Linked DNA regions of Mus musculus: all the other regions are linked to region 4. The links are chromatin contacts, called in public HiChIP or PLAC-seq and promoter capture Hi-C maps. All regions are on one chromosome and are shown on one strand. The core of a region is the stretch at or near the end of the contact, and the rest is flanking DNA. Distances in the headings are between cores, read along the strand shown.

Evidence for each region. Promoter capture Hi-C pulls out the DNA fragments that hold promoters and counts their contacts. HiChIP or PLAC-seq counts read pairs in DNA pulled down with a chosen protein or histone mark. Capture Hi-C pulls out chosen DNA fragments and counts their contacts.
Region 1: a promoter capture Hi-C map of liver shows a contact between it and region 4, with 2.6 times the contacts expected there. The contact joins the promoter of 4930426I24Rik here to the promoter of Max in region 4. A contact is called at or near these places in 1 of 39 promoter capture datasets (neutrophils), 3 of 484 Hi-C or Micro-C datasets (embryonic stem cells, erythroblasts and regulatory T cells), 2 of 115 datasets of contacts at active chromatin or transcription factors (embryonic stem cells and memory CD8 T cells) and 2 of 9 other capture datasets (adipose tissue and liver).
Region 2: a contact with region 4 is called in a promoter capture Hi-C map of embryonic stem cells, with 4 times the contacts expected there. The contact joins the enhancer-like site here to the promoter of Max in region 4. A contact is called at or near these places in 13 of 39 promoter capture datasets (the 3T3-L1 cell line, 3T3-L1-derived adipocytes, the C10 cell line and 8 more), 2 of 15 datasets of contacts at CTCF or cohesin (embryonic stem cells and pro-B cells), 1 of 484 Hi-C or Micro-C datasets (embryonic stem cells), 13 of 115 datasets of contacts at active chromatin or transcription factors (the 230-238 cell line, the NIH/3T3 cell line, astrocytes and 9 more) and 1 of 9 other capture datasets (adipose tissue).
Region 3: a contact with region 4 is called in an H3K27ac HiChIP or PLAC-seq map of differentiating embryonic stem cells, with 3 times the contacts expected there. The contact joins the enhancer-like site here to the promoter of Max in region 4. A contact is called at or near these places in 2 of 39 promoter capture datasets (the C10 cell line and liver) and 6 of 115 datasets of contacts at active chromatin or transcription factors (bone marrow-derived macrophages, differentiating embryonic stem cells, embryonic forebrain and 3 more).
Region 5: a contact with region 4 is called in a promoter capture Hi-C map of second pharyngeal arch cranial neural crest, with 4 times the contacts expected there. The contact joins the enhancer-like site here to the promoter of Max in region 4. A contact is called at or near these places in 5 of 39 promoter capture datasets (the 3T3-L1 cell line, hippocampal neurons, liver and 1 more), 8 of 115 datasets of contacts at active chromatin or transcription factors (the 230-238 cell line, differentiating embryonic stem cells, embryonic limb bud and 5 more) and 1 of 9 other capture datasets (pancreatic islet).
Region 6: a contact with region 4 is called in an H3K4me3 HiChIP or PLAC-seq map of pro-B cells, with 4 times the contacts expected there. The contact joins the enhancer-like site here to the promoter of Max in region 4. A contact is called at or near these places in 4 of 39 promoter capture datasets (the C10 cell line, embryonic stem cells and pre-B cells), 4 of 115 datasets of contacts at active chromatin or transcription factors (bone marrow-derived macrophages, large pre-B cells, memory CD8 T cells and 1 more) and 2 of 9 other capture datasets (adipose tissue and liver).

Annotation. Positions count from the first base shown.
Region 1 is chr12:76,402,397-76,405,271 of GRCm38.p6, reverse strand. It overlaps 4930426I24Rik (RIKEN cDNA 4930426I24 gene), which reads left to right and starts at 1,278. Exons shown (of 4, transcript NR_166810.1): 1 at 1,278-2,115; 2 at 2,377-2,477. It overlaps Hspa2 (heat shock protein 2), which reads right to left and starts at 1,096. Exons shown (of 2, transcript NM_001002012.1): 1 at 983-1,096; 2 at 1-743. The coding sequence starts at 738.
Region 2 is chr12:77,780,064-77,782,926 of GRCm38.p6, reverse strand. Gm35440 (a long non-coding RNA gene) reads right to left here. Exons shown (of 4, transcript XR_381711.3): 2 at 164-280. Among named protein-coding and RNA genes, the nearest start is that of Gm35488, 31 kb to the left of the region's middle. Within about 2 kb of position 1,451, at least 49 of the 459 cell types and tissues checked have an H3K27ac peak or open chromatin away from gene starts, as enhancers often do. A contact at or near this core is called in adipose tissue, astrocytes, embryonic stem cells and 2 more, where this site is marked.
Region 3 is chr12:77,714,871-77,717,807 of GRCm38.p6, reverse strand. No RefSeq gene overlaps it. Among named protein-coding and RNA genes, the nearest start is that of Gm35440, 34 kb to the left of the region's middle. Within about 2 kb of position 1,512, at least 11 of the 459 cell types and tissues checked have an H3K27ac peak or open chromatin away from gene starts, as enhancers often do. A contact at or near this core is called in differentiating embryonic stem cells, where this site is marked.
Region 4 is chr12:76,960,952-76,963,746 of GRCm38.p6, reverse strand. Max (Max protein) reads left to right here and starts at 1,499. Exons shown (of 4, transcript NM_001146176.1): 1 at 1,499-1,757. The coding sequence starts at 1,722.
Region 5 is chr12:77,851,518-77,854,225 of GRCm38.p6, reverse strand. No RefSeq gene overlaps it. Among named protein-coding and RNA genes, the nearest start is that of Gm24070, 38 kb to the right of the region's middle. Within about 2 kb of position 1,400, at least 38 of the 459 cell types and tissues checked have an H3K27ac peak or open chromatin away from gene starts, as enhancers often do. A contact at or near this core is called in neural tube and second pharyngeal arch cranial neural crest, where this site is marked.
Region 6 is chr12:77,536,001-77,538,845 of GRCm38.p6, reverse strand. No RefSeq gene overlaps it. Among named protein-coding and RNA genes, the nearest start is that of Gm35240, 16 kb to the left of the region's middle. Within about 2 kb of position 1,550, at least 57 of the 459 cell types and tissues checked have an H3K27ac peak or open chromatin away from gene starts, as enhancers often do. A contact at or near this core is called in memory CD8 T cells and pro-B cells, where this site is marked.

The sequences.
Region 1 (2,875 bases), core at 29-2,528, 560 kb after region 4:
CTCCGCCAGGTGGCTGACCATACGGTTGTCGAAGTCTTCGCCACCCAGGTGGGTATCGCCGGCCGTGGACTTCACCTCAAAGATGCCATCCTCGATGGTCAGGATGGACACATCGAAGGTGCCCCCGCCCAGGTCAAAGATGAGCACGTTCTTCTCGCCGCCCGCACAGCCCTTCTTATCCAGGCCGTAGGCGATGGCCGCTGCTGTGGGCTCATTGATGATGCGCAACACGTTGAGGCCGGTGATGGTGCCCGCATCCTTGGTGGCCTGGCGCTGCGAGTCGTTGAAATAGGCAGGAACAGTGATGACTGCGCTCTGCACCTTGCCCCCCAGGTAGGCTTCGGCGATCTCCTTCATCTTAGTGAGGACCATGGAAGAAATCTCCTCAGGGAAGAAGGTCTTCATCTCCCCTTTATATTCCACCTGCACTTTGGGCTTCCCACCTTCGCTCACCACTCGGAACGGCCAGTGCTTCATATCGGACTGCACTGTGGCGTCCTCGAACTTCCGTCCGATCAGCCGCTTGGCGTCGAAGATGGTGTTTGTGGGGTTCATGGCCACTTGGTTCTTGGCGGCGTCGCCGATGAGACGCTCGGTGTCAGTGAAGGCCACGTAGCTGGGGGTGGTGCGGTTACCCTGGTCGTTGGCGATGATCTCCACCTTGCCATGTTGGAATACCCCCACGCACGAGTAAGTGGTGCCCAGGTCGATGCCGATAGCCGGGCCGCGGGCAGACATCCTGACTGAAAAAACAGGCAAAGCAACGTTAGGACGAAAGCGTCAGGAGAGGCAAGCGCAAGCCGGGACCTGAGCCAACGGTCGCTTCTCACAACTCTCCACGAGCGCGACTAGCGTCTCCCGGAGACCTCTACGGGGCTTCTGGTTCTTATAGTCCCCTCCTCCCTGCCTGCTGGAAACTCTCAGAGCCAATCGGTCCCCGGGCCCGCCCGCTCCAACCCGTCCGGCGCTCCCACAGGCTTGCCTGGTCGGAGTGACCAGCCGGTGGTCCAACTGATATCTAGTTGGGTGAGGCGCTTGACGCCAGCCTTGGGCAGGGAGACCAAGGGGCGGCCGTTATGCAAATGAAGCCCCGCCCAGTGCCTCCAGCCGCTTTGGGGGCGTTAAGCTCGCGCCAGGGGAGCCAGTGTGAAAGCCCCCTTTCCCGTTCTCTTTGCCTTTTCTAAAGCGTGATTCGCTAACATCTTTCAGATTGGCGGGGCAGATGCCCAATGAGCAGCGCAGAATCCGAAGCGTGTGGCAGGGAGGCGCGGGGCGGGGCGCGCGGAGGCAGCACGGAAGGGGCGCTGGCCTCCGAAAGGGTTTCTGTACCGTTCGGTGTCGGGTGCCGCCACTGACTCGGCTCCCGGGGCCCGAATTCCTTCTAGGGCGGTTGCATCGAATACAGAACGGCTGGGATCGGTTCTCGCCTTCCCTGCCCCTGCTGTTCCTGTAGCGGGGACTGGGGCTGGGTGAGGGGCGGTTCCAGGGCGGGGACTGCGAAGTTGGGCGGGTACGAGTCAGTACCCCTCCCCCTTCCCAGCGCGTCTCAGAAAGTGCGCGACCGGGGAAGGATGCGGGGTGCTTACCCGGGAGGCGGGTGGCTTCCCGCGCAGCGCGAGCGGCTACGGCTCGCGAGCCGCCTCCGCCCAACTTTCTCCCTCGGCTTTCCTAGTTTATTTTCTTTCAGGCGCCCTAATGGGCGGTTTTGACTTCTTGGTGGCACTGCGTAATAAGCCAGTGTCACCCCTCTGACTCCCGTCCCCGCACGCGTGATCTTGTTAAGGAATTAGTCCTTTTGCGCGGAGTTCGGTTGAATGAGAAGAATAGGTTGGCAGCACAGACTTGTGAGAGGAAGTAGATGAAAAAGAGTCTTTGGCACTTGTTTAGCCGGAATCTGAGAATAATTTTGGAAAGTATTCTCTGGAACAAGGGGGTGGGCAGAAGCTGGCTCCTGTAAAAGGACTCCCTACAGGAAAACGGAGACCTGTAATGTAGAACGACCGCCTCGCCTTACGGATGGGAAGCTGAGGACAGTCGTCGCTGTAAAACTTTGACAGGTGCCCAATATGAGATGAAAAGAACAAGGGAAACGGGCCTAAGTCGTGTGATAAGGGGGTAAGCCAGTCCGGTGACAACAGAGGGCAGGGAGGGGCACACAGAGCCTGAGGGGAAAACATCAAAGCATCCCTGAGGAGGTGACATGCCTAACTCCTGCAAAGGAGAGTAAGAAAAGCATTCTTTATCGAGGTTGAGGTGGTGGAATGTGGGCGACGAGGAGGGCAGAAGAGTTCAGAATTGAAGATTAGAATCTGGATATGTTAAGCAACTTTTTGTGCTTTGGGGTGTTTGTTAGTTTGTTTGTTTTTGTCTTCGAAGCTCCAGGAAAGAAGCACCCCTCTGAAACTGGCCAGTAAGTCGTGTGAGACAGTGATGGAGAAGACAGTATGAGAAACATGAAAGTTTTCGTTGTCTAAAAGGTAATGTTGACAGAATTCAATAAAAAACTTTAAAAGAGCTTTTGATTAAAAAAAAAATTATCTGTGTGTGTGTATGCAATGTGGTGCAGAGGCCAGAATTAGAGACCCTAGAGCTAGAGTGACATTTGGTCCTGAGCCACCTGACACAGATGCTGGGAACTGAACCCAGGTCCTTTGGTGAAGCAGTAAGTGTGCTTACCCTCGGAGCCATCTCTCCAGCTCAGAGTTCTACAAAACTTAATCGGGAAAGTTTTAAAGATTCTTTCTATTCCTATATGTAATTTACAGTTTCAAAACCACGTTTGCCATTGGCAACTGCAGTTCTCTATTTTCCATGAAAGAAACTGAAGAAAAACTTGAAATAGGAAAGGATTAAAGAAAATATCAGACCATATGTG
Region 2 (2,863 bases), core at 202-2,701, 820 kb before region 4:
ATTTCAAGTAATCTATGAAGGCATCCTCTTTAAAAAATCAACATTACAGAGAAGACAGACATCTGTCATTTCTATTCTCATTTTTATTCCAGAGGTAGCTCTCCCTATCAGTTAAATGAGCCTCATGCATTTTGCAATGCATTAAACATGTATGTTACCTTACCTGTAGAGAAACACACTGTGTTGTATGGTTAGGCTTTTTACATATGTCATGATAGCATGTGTCACTCCGTGGCTTCATCGTCTTTGCTCAGTCAGTAGTAGTTTCTGAGTTCTTTACCTGTCAGTACACATAATACATTATTTTAAAGTCTACCTTAAGTGTCTGGGAGCGGGCTGGTGAGATGGCTCAGTGGGTAAGAGCACCCGACTGCTCTTACCGAAGAGTCCAGAGTTCAAATCCCAGCAACCACATGGTGGCTCACAGCCATCTGTAACGAGATCTGACTCCCTCTTCTGGAGTGTCTGAAGGCAGCTACAGTGTACTTACATATAATCAATAAATAAATCTTAAAAAAAAAAAGTGTCTGGGAGCATAGCTCAGTGGCACGGTGGTGGTGTGGCTTGCATAGAGCCCCTGGTGGTGTGGCTTGCATAGAGCCCCTGGTTTCACGCCCTGCACTGCACTAAGCAAACAAAGACGTTGCTCTGTATCTGTGTTTTTGGATGAGCCGATGTACTTAGCCAGCTCCGTTTAGGCGGCCATGTAAGTCACTTCACATTTTAGTAGCTGCTGTCAAGTCACTCTACAAAGCTTGTATCCCTGACAGCAGAATATGGAAATAAGCTGGCTTAGCTTTTGTAGATGTTTTCTAGGGTTTGGGAGTCCATTTTCCTGCTTGACCATGAAACTGAGTACGTTTGCTGTGTATTTATGGGCTATTTGTACTTCTTTGTCTGTGAACTGGCATTTTGTATCTTTGCAATATTTTCCTATTAGATTTTTTCATTTCTTTTTATTAAAGAGATTCTTTATATATTCTAGATACTGATCCTATATTGAAAGCATTTTGCCCCTTTGTCTCTTAAGTTTTTATGTTTTTTTTTTCAGCCATAAAGATGTTCTTGGTGTTAACATAGTCCAATTTATTAGTCTTATATACCCTAGGGATTTTTGCACATTGTTTAGAAATCTCTATTATGACAAATCGGGGGGGGGTGTCTTCCTCAATTCTATGGTTTCTTTGTGCATCTTGGTTATTAAGGACTGAGGTGTTCTAGGCAAAAAAAAAAAAAAAAGGTCGCACACACATTTCAGGTGTCTCAACAACCCAGCTGTGACTGCCACCTTGACAGGTCAGAACTGGCCCGGCCCTCCAGGCACGCGCGATCCCAGAAGTGTCCAGCAGAGGGCGCTGTCTGAGCAGGTCTGCCAGTCTCCACTAGGGCCCCGGAAGGATTCTGTCTCACCAAAGAGAACATTTTAACTGCTCAGAAATTAGTAAATTCCAGTGAGAGAGGCTGTAGCTGAGCCAGGAAAAAGACCAGGAGCAAAGTCTGTTTCTCTGTGTACTCCACAGTGGGAAGTGAATCGGGCCAAGGGGAAAGTGTCCTGGCGGCCTCTGTGTTTTCATGGCAGCCGAGAGCGCGCAGATCAAAGCGCTCCAGCATCACAGAAGGTTTTCTCCAAGGGAAGCTTCCATGTCTGTTTAAGTCTGGTCCACACTCCTGAGATGAAAGCTCCAGTTTTACAGAGGAAATGCTATTTACTGGACAAACAACAGGCGGGATGGAGACATGTAATCCCCAAATTTAGTCTGATTTCATCAATAATTCAAAATCCTGGCTCCTTTTGCATGAGGGGTGGGGCAAAAAGAGGCCAGTGGCCAGAGGCACAGCTGACTTCAGAAGGGAAGTCCAGGAATTACCAAACAATTCGCTTCAGTACAGCTCCCTTCCAGCCTCGCCAGCGCCGCCGTGTACTGAGCTAACAGGGCTGGTTTCGTTGGCTTGTTTAGTATTGTTGATGTGGGTTCAACTGCATCATGGAACCAGAGGAGCATTGACAATGAAGCCCATAGATCAGCATAAATATATTGATCCAAATGAATGTACGATTCTGAACAAGCCTCTGTGTTCACGGGTGGGTTTTTCCTGCTTGCCACTCAGAAACTTTGAGCCTTCCTCTGCACCTAGCTGTGTGGCTGGCTCAGGAAGGCTTGGTGAGAGAGTGTGGCTCCTTTGTCTTTCAGAATCAGGGAAGCACTGGGCCACCTGAATACACAGCCCTTTTCCCCACAGATGCCTGGGAGTGTTAGAGATTTTCAGATGGGCGAGGGTTTCCATAACCCCTTTTGCCTTCCATTAACACTGCTTAGAAACAGCCCCTGCATTAATTATCTTCAGCCATTTCTTTTGAGCATACTCTTTGATCTCTGCCCCAACCTTGACTAACACAGAAACCTAGATCCATCTTAATTCCTCGTGCTTAAAACAGGTCAAATGTAGTCAATGTTTACTGTAGGTTTGGACTTCATCGTCGACACAAATAATTTGTTAAGTCCAATAGTGGCTGCTGTCTCCATGCCTTTTCCAGACACAGATCAAGACAATGTAAATATGCCTTTAAAAACCCTGCTGGGGAGGGACAGGGTATATAGCTGGGCTGGGAGAGCTTGTGTCCAGTATGTTTGATCCCTGGCATTGCTCTCGTCCCCCATCCCCACGTCCCCAATGCCATCTAGATACATCTTCTGCCATTCTCTACCATTGGTTTATCAGAGCCCCTTCCCCCAGGCTCACAGAAATGTCTCATTTGCTGTAAATAGTCTCCAATTCAGTCATAAACTTTGAAAGCAAGAACCTGGAAGCTGAAAGGATCAGAGGACCCAATTTGGAGGCCCATGATGGTCTGACTGATTCA
Region 3 (2,937 bases), core at 263-2,762, 750 kb before region 4:
AACACCCTGCTGGTGCCATGTGGCCCACCAGTGCCTGGCATAGAGCAGGATATTGATAATCATTTTTAATATTTCCCACAACAGTAAAGTATGAGTACCTTTTTATTTGTAGGTTTCTATGAGGGAGAGAAAATCAACTGGAGATCTTGTTAAAGAATTTTTCCACTTTAGCAATGTGGTCCCTCCTCCTCAGTCTGTCTAATCTGAGATCAGCTTGTTCCTACAGCAGCCACTCCTCATGACTTCTGCCAGGGAGGCAAGATGGATGGTTGAAACAGGAACTCCCGAATAAGGAGGCAGAAGAACCCATGCTTCAACCCTCCGTCCTTTTCTCCCTTTCTTTCTTCATAACCAGTTACCCTGTGCTGACCACCCAACTGCCCCATCGCTGCTAACCCATAGAGGTATTTCTGTCTGTACTCTCAGGTGTTCTTACAGGTACCCAGGCCTCTTCCTGTAAATAGCCCAGTGAACCAACTATTGCTGGATTGGACTAGTGATTTCCTTGTCCCTGAAGGGGGTTCTGGAATATTCTAAGAACTGTTAAGTTTTCAAATTCTGGAAAGTTGAGTTCCTAAAACTAAACACCACCACCCCAAACCCAGACTTCCTGACTACTAGAAACTCCCCACTCTCAACCTATGAGAAGGTAAAATTAGCAGGTGAGGTGTGCTGGCCCCAACATGCCTCTGTAGATAGAAGGTTGATGAAGATCTGATCTTACCTTTCTTTACTTGAAGCAAGTAGTTAGATGGGCTAGTGGGACAATTCTTTAAGAGATTAAGTCACAAACTAGTACAAGCTTTGAAGCTAGATTTCCAGACTTGCTCCACTCTTTGTTAATTCACTAATTTACATCCCAGCCTCCATCCCCACTACCATAAAATGAGAACAGTTAGCACTGTATTCAAGATTGTAGTGAAGATTAAATGAGACGATGCTCCTGGTGTATTTACCTCTATAGCTAACATCTTGCCTAATTTTAAGAAGTTGACTGTAAGACATGCTTCAACCCACACATAACTTCACCCTCACCTTCAAAGCTATGTAATTTCTTTGCATTGCTCAGTTTTCCCCCATACAACCTGTAGAATCCTGAACTTGTCTTCATAGTGATCCAGCTTACCCTTTCACAAAACTAAAGGACATATTAAGAGTATGTTCTAAGAGGAACATACAGTGAACAAAATCCTAGCTCTACTAATTAGACATTGGGAAAGGTCAACATTTTTGAAGTTCAGTCTCTTCCATTTAAACTTAGATAACAGAATATATAAAGATCAAGGATAATATTCTCATCCCATAGAAGTTCTTTAGAAACTTCGGTTATTGCTACTTCTGAATACTCCAGGCTCCCCCAGCCTTGTTGGGAGTGATGCTAATGGCCAGCAACACAATTGAACAATTGTAAATAAGCTTGCTTCCCTAATCACTGAGCCTGCAAGTCCATGCAGCCAAGAGAGAGCCAGCAGACAGCTGTGTCTCTCAGCCCTGGCTGCACATTAGAATCACAGAGGGAGCTCTTCAACCTCCAGTGCCCTCTGCAGACCCCGGACCAATTAGGCCAGGCTCTGGAGGAGGGGCTCTGGGTCCAGCCTCAGAATTCGTAATGTTTCCCTGGTGATACCAATATGCCCTCCAGGTGGGGAAACTCTGGGCTGCTTCTCCAACATTAATGTGCATATTTAACACCTAGGAGACATATTAAAATGCAAAGCCTGATTGAGAAGGCCTGGGATGGGGCCAGACTCTGAATTTCTAATGAGCTTCTAGGTGATGTAAGGGCTAAAGAAGACTCACTCTGGTTATCAAGATAAAGCAACCCTGAGCCTGGTACTTGGGGGAATGAACAGAAAAATTATAGAATAAAGCCTTGAGCTCCAAAAGCAAAATGGCCCTGGGACCATTTTAAAAAAGAGTCGAGTAGCCCTCTAGGAACATCTAGGAATATCTCTACACCACAACAATGCCAGGGTTAATGGTCAAAGTTATGACCCCAAGTCTCTGAGAAAATTATACTTGCACAGCGTAGTCTTTCTCCGTCGGTTTGGTTTACAACAAGGAAGTACTGCAGATGGAGTGACTTATTAACACTAAGCATATTTATGGTGGTTCTGAACACTGAAGGCTGAGATAAGAGAGGGGTAGGCAGGCTCTGACAAGGAACTTCTAGTTCGCTGATGACTCGCAAGGGAACAGGATGACAATGTTTTCTAACCTTCCCTTCATAAGGGTACGCATGCCATGTCAGAAGTGACTTCTTCCATGACCTGATCATCTCCCACACAGCCCACCTCCTAAAACTCTCACCTTAAGAGTCAGAATGCCCTTGTACATTCACAGACATTTATCAAACATTAATATTGCAGTATTAAACATTTTGGGGACTCATGAGAAAGTTTATCTCTGATTGTAAGAGATAAGTTATAGGCATCTCTTTCTGTGAGAGGAAAAAAAAATCAACCCGTTTATGCCAATTACTGTGCTTCTTCATTCATCACTCAGACACAAGATTCTTCAAGTCCCCAAACCTGACAAGACAGCACGATTGTTTCCCCTATCCACCCTCCTCCCTTCTTCATAAAAGAGTCACACCTTTTACTTCATTGACACTGGGCCAGGCAGTGATGATTTGTTTTGGACCAATAGTTTGAGTGGGTACGGCATGCCACAGGCCCTTTCCAAGCAGAAGTCCCAGAGGGGAGGGCTGTCACATGACTTTTTTGTTGTTCTTTTCCTCGGACTCAAGTAGGAGTGGATTTCTCATCCTGGCTCTCCAAATGAAAGAGGCATAAGCAGTTTACATCTGACGGGTGATGCATCCTTGTGATTGCTAGCATCCCTTCTAGGCTCCACCTTACAGTTACCTGGCAACAGCCAGGTATGCCTGACTCACTATGAAGGGGGCTGTTTGCCCCCTCCTCTCTCTCTTACCCT
Region 4 (2,795 bases), core at 250-2,749:
CTCTTACTATCTTATCCAGGCAGTGGTGGCAAATGCCTTTAATCCCAGCACTTGGGAGGCAGAGATGAGGCCAGCCTGGTCTACAGAGTGAGTTCCAGGACAGCCAGGGCTACACAGAGAAACCCTGTCTCGAAAAACCAACCAACCAACCAAACAAACAAACAAAAAACCCTCTTACCATCTTTGTCTCCCTTACAGCCCTTGACTTCTATTACGAGTCAGTGTCTGCTTATGACTGTGTTCTCATCACTAGGCTTGGCCACACGGACATTTAAGGCCAGCCTGGGCTAGGTGTCAGAAAGATTGTATTACACCACCAAGTTTCTGCACTCAATAGTCAGGGGTTAAATGATTTTTTACTCAAAAAACATTAACTCATAAATCAAACTCAAGACCGCACTCATTTTGAAGATCAATTGTAAAGTGGTAGTCTGGTTAATTTCTCAGATGACCTTATTATTACTGTTTGTTTGTTTGTTTGTTTGTTTGTTGTTTCATTGAGGACCTGGTGCACACTGAAAATGGTGACAGGGTAGTCCGGTTTTTGCTTTCAAAGCTGTGAAGTCTTTGAGGGGACACATCATGCCATTCCTGGGCTGCCACATATTAGATACTTAGCTAAATGCGGGTGGGGACAATGTAGTTACACTTCATACCTCGTTGCATTATGTATGACCTTAACTGGACAGGGAGCTGCACAACTTTCCCGTTTTGATTCTTTTTGCAGTTAATTAAAGTTCTCTATAAACTGGGGCACTCCCTAATCTGCTCCGGCTACAACAAACAGAAGGTAGGTTTTACTTGCACCTACGAGAGGTTTTGTAAACACTCAAGCCCAGCAAGGACAGTTCTCTCGGACAAATGAAAGCAAGATTCTTGAGATGAAGGACACCCGGCGAAATCGGTCCTTTAGTTTGTCCCGTAATGTCTCTTAACACCTTAAACCCAGATAACAGAGGGCCCGCGTGGGCATCTCGACCGCGCCCCCTGGTCAGCCACAGCGTGATTCCTTCCCGGGAGGGTTACGCCCCAGGGCGCAAGTGGAGCGACTCAAGCATTAAACGAGACAATGTAAAAGCAGTCTAGCCAAGAAGAGACAGTGTTATTTTGGCAGCCAGTTTCTCTCCCCCCGCCCCCAAACCCCCGAGCCTCCACCCAATCCCTTGGGCCGGGCGCCCAGAGCTCGGAATTGTGGCCGGCTCCAGGAGCCCAGCTCCCTCCACGTGTCCTGTCTTCCCAGCAGCCTCTCCGCCGCCTGGGGAGGAAAATCTCCTGACAACTCGCGGTCTGTGGACTACATCTCCCGGGAGGCACCGCGCCACTTCTCGCTGCCAACACCCGGGGCGCAGGCGCCCTGAGCTCTGTCAACAAGCGAGTCTGGCGAAGCCTGTGTGCGGTTCCTGATGGGATTTGTAGTTTCTCTGGCTCTCTCTCACTCGCCCATCCGACGCTCGAGGACTACAAGTCTCAGCTACCCCGGCGCGGTGAGCCCGGTCACGTGTTAGGGGGCCGATCGGGCGTGCGTGCCGCCGTTGATCCGGTGCTGCAGTGAGGTGGTTGTCGCCCGTGTTGTGTGTGCGTGAGTGTGTGTGAGTGAGTGAGCGAGTGAGTGAGTGTGTGCGTGGGGGCACTCGGCTTGTTGTTGTCGGTGACTTCCCCCTTCCCTCCACCCCTCCCCTCCCCGGCCGCCGCTGCAGTGGCCGCTCCCTGGGCCGTAGGAAATGAGCGATAACGATGACATCGAGGTGGAGAGCGACGTGAGTCCTGGGGCTTCTTCCTTTCCGTTCGGGTTGTCAGGCGGGGACAGCGGCAAGGGTTCTCAGCCGGGCGACGGCGGGAGGGGGTCGGGTCGCCGCCGCCTCCGTCCTTTTCTCCCCCTCCCCCCGGGGCCGGGACCGCCTGCGTCGCGCTCCAGGCTCGCTCCCCTCCAGTCCTGTCCGGAGAGGCCTCCTGGGACTGAAGGTGGGAGCAGACACGCGGCCTCTGGGACCCCCACATTCTCCCGTGGAGGAGGGTGTCGAGGCCTCCCTCTCCGCTCTGCCCGGCTGGGGATCCCATTATCCTTCCGGATCCTGGGCAAGGAGACCAGCGCTCAGCTCTTGCTCTTTGGGTCCATGAGCTCCCTCCTCCTGTGACCGGTTGATCCTTGGGGTGAAGGGGCTGGGAGTGCTCTGACGCCCTAGAGGGATCGAGGGAGAGCAGGCAGTGTTCCGGATCCCTCTTGTCCGGTTCGGATCCCAGAAGGAGGGGCAGTGCCTGAAACCCCCCCCCCCCCCCCCCCCAACTAGGCTACGGGATCTCGCTGGAGAGAGTGGAAGGGGAAAGAGGGAGGGAGGGGTGTCAGACTGACTCCCCACCCGCTGCTTCCTCCGCCGCCGGCATTTTCTTTCTTATTATTGAATTCGAAGTGTGAAAATAACTTCTGTATTTTCTATTTTTCTCTCTCTCTTATTCCAGGAAGAGCAACCGAGGTTTCAATCTGCGGTACGTCTCCTACTCTCCATTTCATTTTCATTTCCGTTCAGTTTTGGTTCTTTTTGGAGTCAGAAAAAGAGATCGTTCTATTACTTTTAATACTCTTGTAAACTCCTCTTAACCGCTAAGGTGAGGTTGAGTCTGTTGGGGTTGGAGGAGGGGGGCGTTGCAAATCCACATGATTCTTGATATTCAGGTGGTAGATTCTAGTGAGTAGGTAGGTAGGTAGGCAGGCAAGTGAGGAGGCCTGTGCTGTGAACTGAGTTGTTCTGTAGTGTTCAGTGCGGCGGAGATATGTGAGAAATGGAAGGGCATTCTGA
Region 5 (2,708 bases), core at 151-2,650, 890 kb before region 4:
CAGCCCTTGAACTTGAGCTCCTTCTTTTCTTTCAGCCTCCAAGTAGCAGGACCACAGAGAGTACTTTGTTGCAAGGTGTAACCACGAGTCCATGAATTAGTTTTCTATTATTAGACATACAGATGGCTTTGTTGTTGTTTTCTTCTGTTTATACTATAAATACAATGGGCAGATTTTGTTTACCTATATTGTTATCTTTCCCACTGCTGGTTTTCATAAGGCAGATTCTAAGAAGTGGAGTTTCTGAGTCAAAGAACTATGTTTGTAGGTTCTTTTAGGGAGGCTATAAAATAGCCAAGCTTCTAGGTGCAGGGCTTGCCTCTTGGACAGAGAGGATTGCAAACAGCATAGAGATGCCTCACTGGGAGGATGGATTGGGGTTCCCATCCACCTTTCATTTCCCTGGCTCGCATTTCTTCCTGCAAGTGAAATCTCCCAGAAAGAGATGGGAATTCTTTCTCCTTTGCCGCAATGCTTGACCAGGCTGTGCAGGCACCTAGGTTGGAGAGTTGGAGCAACACAGCCAAATGGGATTCATCTTTCCGTTTTGCCTGCCTATGTAAGTGTCTTCTTGTAGTTTGTACATGGGTACTATAGACACTAGCTGGCTTAATTTTAAACACTGACAGGCTAATAAGCAAATATTGGTCTCTTGTTCAGATTAACTCTGGGTGTCTTTCTCAGAGACTTGGATTGCTCAAAGCTTCCCTGACAACAGCCCCCACCATTGTTCTGCATCTTTTTTATCAAAATGCCTTCCAGTAGTTTCTCTATTCTGCAAAGGTTGCTCTCTCAGTCGGAGCTGTCACTACAGCCAGATATTAGCCACACGTCTTAGCAGCACCACTCTGACTCCACCACCCACTTGGGCAGAGTCAATTATGCTGTAAAGCTAGTACACCTTTTGCTTCTGGCCCTTTCTAATACCCAAGATCTAACTTTGATAGTAATAATTTTTTTTAAGGACGGTCACTCAAATTATATAACCCTTAGACTTCTTTGTAAAACACTGAATTGTCCTTTTGGAGGAACCGCCCCTCTCAATGCCCCTCCACCCCCAGTCCTGTATTCTACTGAGTTTCTGGTAGAACAGAGGCTTTTGGAAGTTACCAATATGAGAAATAGAGTTTAAAAAATATTTTCTTCATGCCAGTCAGGCGTCTTAGTACCTACTTTTTACATTCTTCATTTTTTTTTAACCTCAAAAATAATCTGTGTCTACCAAAGTTATAAATAGAAGTATGTATATAATTTTAAAGCATGTGTTTATAACTTGGGGCTCCTTTGTTCCCCGACTGCCAGCTTGATTCTAGCAATCCGGAGTCTCACATTCCTATTCATCTACATCATCCTCTTGCCAGGATCCTCAGTCCCTCCCTGGTTAACAAAGCCGTCAATACCTTCTGATTACATTCCTGCTGACTTTCAGTCTCTTGGCAACCACAGATACCCCCGGGGTTACTTAAATACATGCACATTGCTGAACTGATTTTTTTCTGAGACATCTGTTCACATTTCAGTGGTGCTAAAGGCTCTAACTCTGCTTTGTAACTATAACCAGGGAGAGATGTTGATTCTAAAGGTGTTTTAATCAAACTGTCTAGTGTTATATCCTGTCTTTACCTCTCTCCAGTTTGAATAAATTCCTTGGACTTTCCAATGGTCCTATTTGCAAAATAAGGCTAATATCAATGCTTAGCTCACTGAGTTTCCTTAAAATGTAATGACAAAACATATAACATATTTAGAGCTGGACTTTTCACTTATATAGTTATTCTTAGTAATTATACAATAGTTTTGAAGGAGAAAATAGACCTCGAACTTAGGATAAGGTCTGTTTTATTGTTTCCACATTTCTGATACTAAGTACAGCGCCTGGCATTAGATGCTCAATGGCTATTGGTGCTTAACTGAGTGAAAAAATGAAGTGCATATCTCTAGAACTTCTTGCCTCTGAGTTCAAGGGCCCCAAAGAAATTGAGGTTTGGCTCAAGAGATGGAAGCAGCAGATGGCGGATGCAGTGTTTTATGATTTAATCAGGGATTATCATGAAAATGTTCAAGTAGAGAAAATCAATAACTAAGGGTTTGCTTCAGGGAATTTAGCTGTTTCCAGCAGACCCAGAAAACAACTACTGATCTGTCCATGGTGTCACGTCAACTGGCCCAATCATGTACTGAAGCCAGCTAGTAGGGGAAGGCAGGAAGAAGTAGGGGAAGAGGGAGTAATTGTCCAGGGTGATGCTATTGAGAGGTATTAGCAGTGGAGGACCTGTCTGGAACAGGGTTTCTAAACCTTGAACCCACAGACCCTGGTCTATAGATTCTAGTGGCTGGAGATAGGAGCCCCCTTAAAAATACATTAAAAATAGGGAGGGTTATCTAATTGTATATTTGTATTTATATCATTCTGACGATCTTGGTATTTTACAATTCTCAAAATGTTCCAAGATCCTCAAAGGATTGAGATGAGATAGAGGAAGATGGTGGAGGAGTCAGAGTGACAGCTATGATGGATATGGAAAGGGAAGCAATGGCAATGTGAGCATCCTGTGTTCTGCCTCTGAGACCGGAGGAACACACACTCAGCCATCTCTCCAGTGTTACACTTTGGATGCTCAGCAAGCATTAGCAAATCCTTTCTTCTCATATTGTCAACTTGCTGTTCCCCTTTTTCAGGGGCTCTTTCCAGGGCAGGAGGTGAGCTC
Region 6 (2,845 bases), core at 301-2,800, 580 kb before region 4:
GCTCCTACACTACTGGCCTCATTTAATTTTAGTCACCTTCCAAGGATTCTATTTCAAAATACTCTGACCGGGTTAAGTTTGCTTTCTTAGCCCCTTGCAGTGAGATTAAACTTCAATACAGGTTTTCCCAGAGAGTCAAATCATACATTTGATCCCCCAACATCTCTTTCCCACATCACAGGCTACTTGTTGCCATTGTTCTAACACCCAACCACAGAGTACCCCTAAGATCTTATGTGCTTCTATTAGACACTCGTCTAACCCATCCCTGGTGGGTACTTCCTGTTCATGGGCCCTGCCTAGTTGGCATGAATGTAAGGGACCATGTCTTACCTCTCTTTTGTACCATCCACAAACAGAGGGTTTTAAATTTTTGATCTGACTTAAAGCACCATTGCTTTTCTTCCCTGTAACATCTAACCCTGAGGTAAAATATTCATCTTCAAGTTGAATGAGCGTTCGTCACTGGATAGAGGGACATGATGGCAATGTCCTTTGGGATTTACTTGGCCACAGAGTCTTCCTTTTCAAGCAGGTGGCCATGACACGGATCCCTAGAGAAGGCATTCTGACCAGCCACAGGTTTTGGGTTGCTTTGCTCCTTTCTGCTAAGTACCAGCCAGTGGAAAACAGTGAAGTATTAAGCATTTTATAAAAATACTTAGGTTACCATGGAGAATAATAAAAGCATAATACTAATACCAAGTATTTGGGGGTCATAATATTTTCATCTTTCAATAGCTTGTTGATTGTGGGGCTGGAAATGGCCTAGAGATTGGATGTATTCTCATTTACAGGTGAGCCAAGAAATGATTCTCAGATACATAATATCCTGGGTGGCCCTCTTAGCTTGCAAGTGTGGGCCAACCCATTTCACAGGCAAGGAAACTAAGGCACAGCATTGGCTTTACCCAGGCAAGTGATTCCTTTGACACAGAGCAGAGCTGAATCTAGACTTCTAACTTTCCAATTTCTGGTCTGGTTTGCTTTCCACTTAGTCACTGCCCCTTTCCTTTGGCCAAGTAACAATGGGAAGGGCGTCCTAAGAGGAACCAACTAAGCACTATGACATTGCATCTGACCTTGGCCCATGCCAGCTTCTAAAAGGGTTATCTCTTTTCTTAGTGCTTACAGGCTCTGCTTCACTCCCAGCTCCCCCCCCCCACTTCCCAGAGTGCCTTGAGGCATATCGTGTGACAACCCTGAATACCTAATCATCTTTTAGAGACAGTTCTGAGCTGAGGGCTGAATAGCTCCCTGTCATTTTAATTAATGAAAAGAACATTGTCTGAAGCTCCCTACAGCAGCAATTCCCGTTTGTTGGAAGATGTTTTAGCTCTAAGTGGTATGAATCAAGATGCGGCCCTATTTGTCTGAAACTCATCAGGACTGTAGACCAAGTACGGCCTCCAGGGAGAGGCACCCCCTACAGAAAGACAGGAAGTACCTTCACAGATAGAAAGTACTTGGTGTCCTTGAGCATAAACAAGGAACTAGAGAGGGGACAAAGTTGGCCAGACATGACAGTCAACTCCTTAGCCGCTTTGCAGGCTAAGTCTGTTGACAGCTGCAGTTGTTGATTGTGGTTCATCACTTCCTATGAAGAACGGAGGACTCTGTGGTCCAGGCAGCCCAAGAACCTCAGACCTGCCTAGGAACTCTAGGCAAAGGGACCTTGCTGTCATTTGTTCCTGCTCGCCTGGCACCCACTGCCCTTTGCTGCTCCTCCCTCATCACTGGGATTGAATTGTTCCTTTATGGATGGATGGGGAGAACCCAGAAGGCTCAAGAAATTTGCAAGACTCAGCTCACAGAACACAAAACAGGGTTCACAAAGGCCCTTTCTTTGATGTTGAATAAGAGGTAACTGTTTGGGGAAGAGAGCCTTCTCAGTGGTGTGACTGCCTCTAAGTTGTGCCGAGAATTCCAAGGACGGAGTTTTCGTAATAATCACCCATGCTCCTATACGTAACTCCTTGTCTCATATTCTTATAAGTAACCCCAATTAACCTATTGGTTCACCAAGCTGGACTTGGATAGTGCAGCTTCTCTGGCAAGTTGTTGTTTGCTAGGGCAAATTTAAGTAAGTCCCCCCCCCCCCCCAGGAAAAATCACTGCTGAGTCCCATGGCCAGGACTCAGCTCTAAGGGCTTAACAACCAAAGAGCACCTCTAGAGTCCTATGAGACTCAATAAACTACCATTCCTTTTCTGGTATACCATTTGAGATTGAACAATATTTAATTGTCTTTGGCCATACTCCCTCCTCCTCTTGCCCTTATCACACTGCACTACTACTGTGTGTTTATGGCTCTGTCTTTCTTTTCACACTGGGCTTTAAGACTGGGGTGCCTTTCAGCCATTTTCCTATCAGCAGTTTCTAGCACAGTGCCTGGCATATGGTTAGTGCCCAGTAGGTGTGGGATGGCCAAGTGAGTTACAGGACACATATACAAACCATAAATAGCCATGTACATACCAAGTGCACAGGCGATTGTGCAGACTTGTGGTGGCTTTGCCCACTTCATGGCACCCAGAGGCTTTCCGGTAGCTATTGGTGAGGACAGAAGAACTCTATCTCTTAGATATTTCTGGTTGTACACAGGCAAATAATGCAAGAGTAATCAATCAGCCTGGCAGACATCGACAACAACCCGCAAGGTCAGGCTAGGAACGCAGGCAAGAGAGTTTCCCCTCCAGAAATGGGATGGTCCTCTGATCCCATCCTGAATCAGGGATGGGCTGGAAGCAAGGAGTTAGAGAAGATGGGGGCTGCACATCATTTGTGCTGTCACGTCTAGAAAATCAAAATGCCTGCTGCTCACCTGAAGTGACCGAAGACCTGC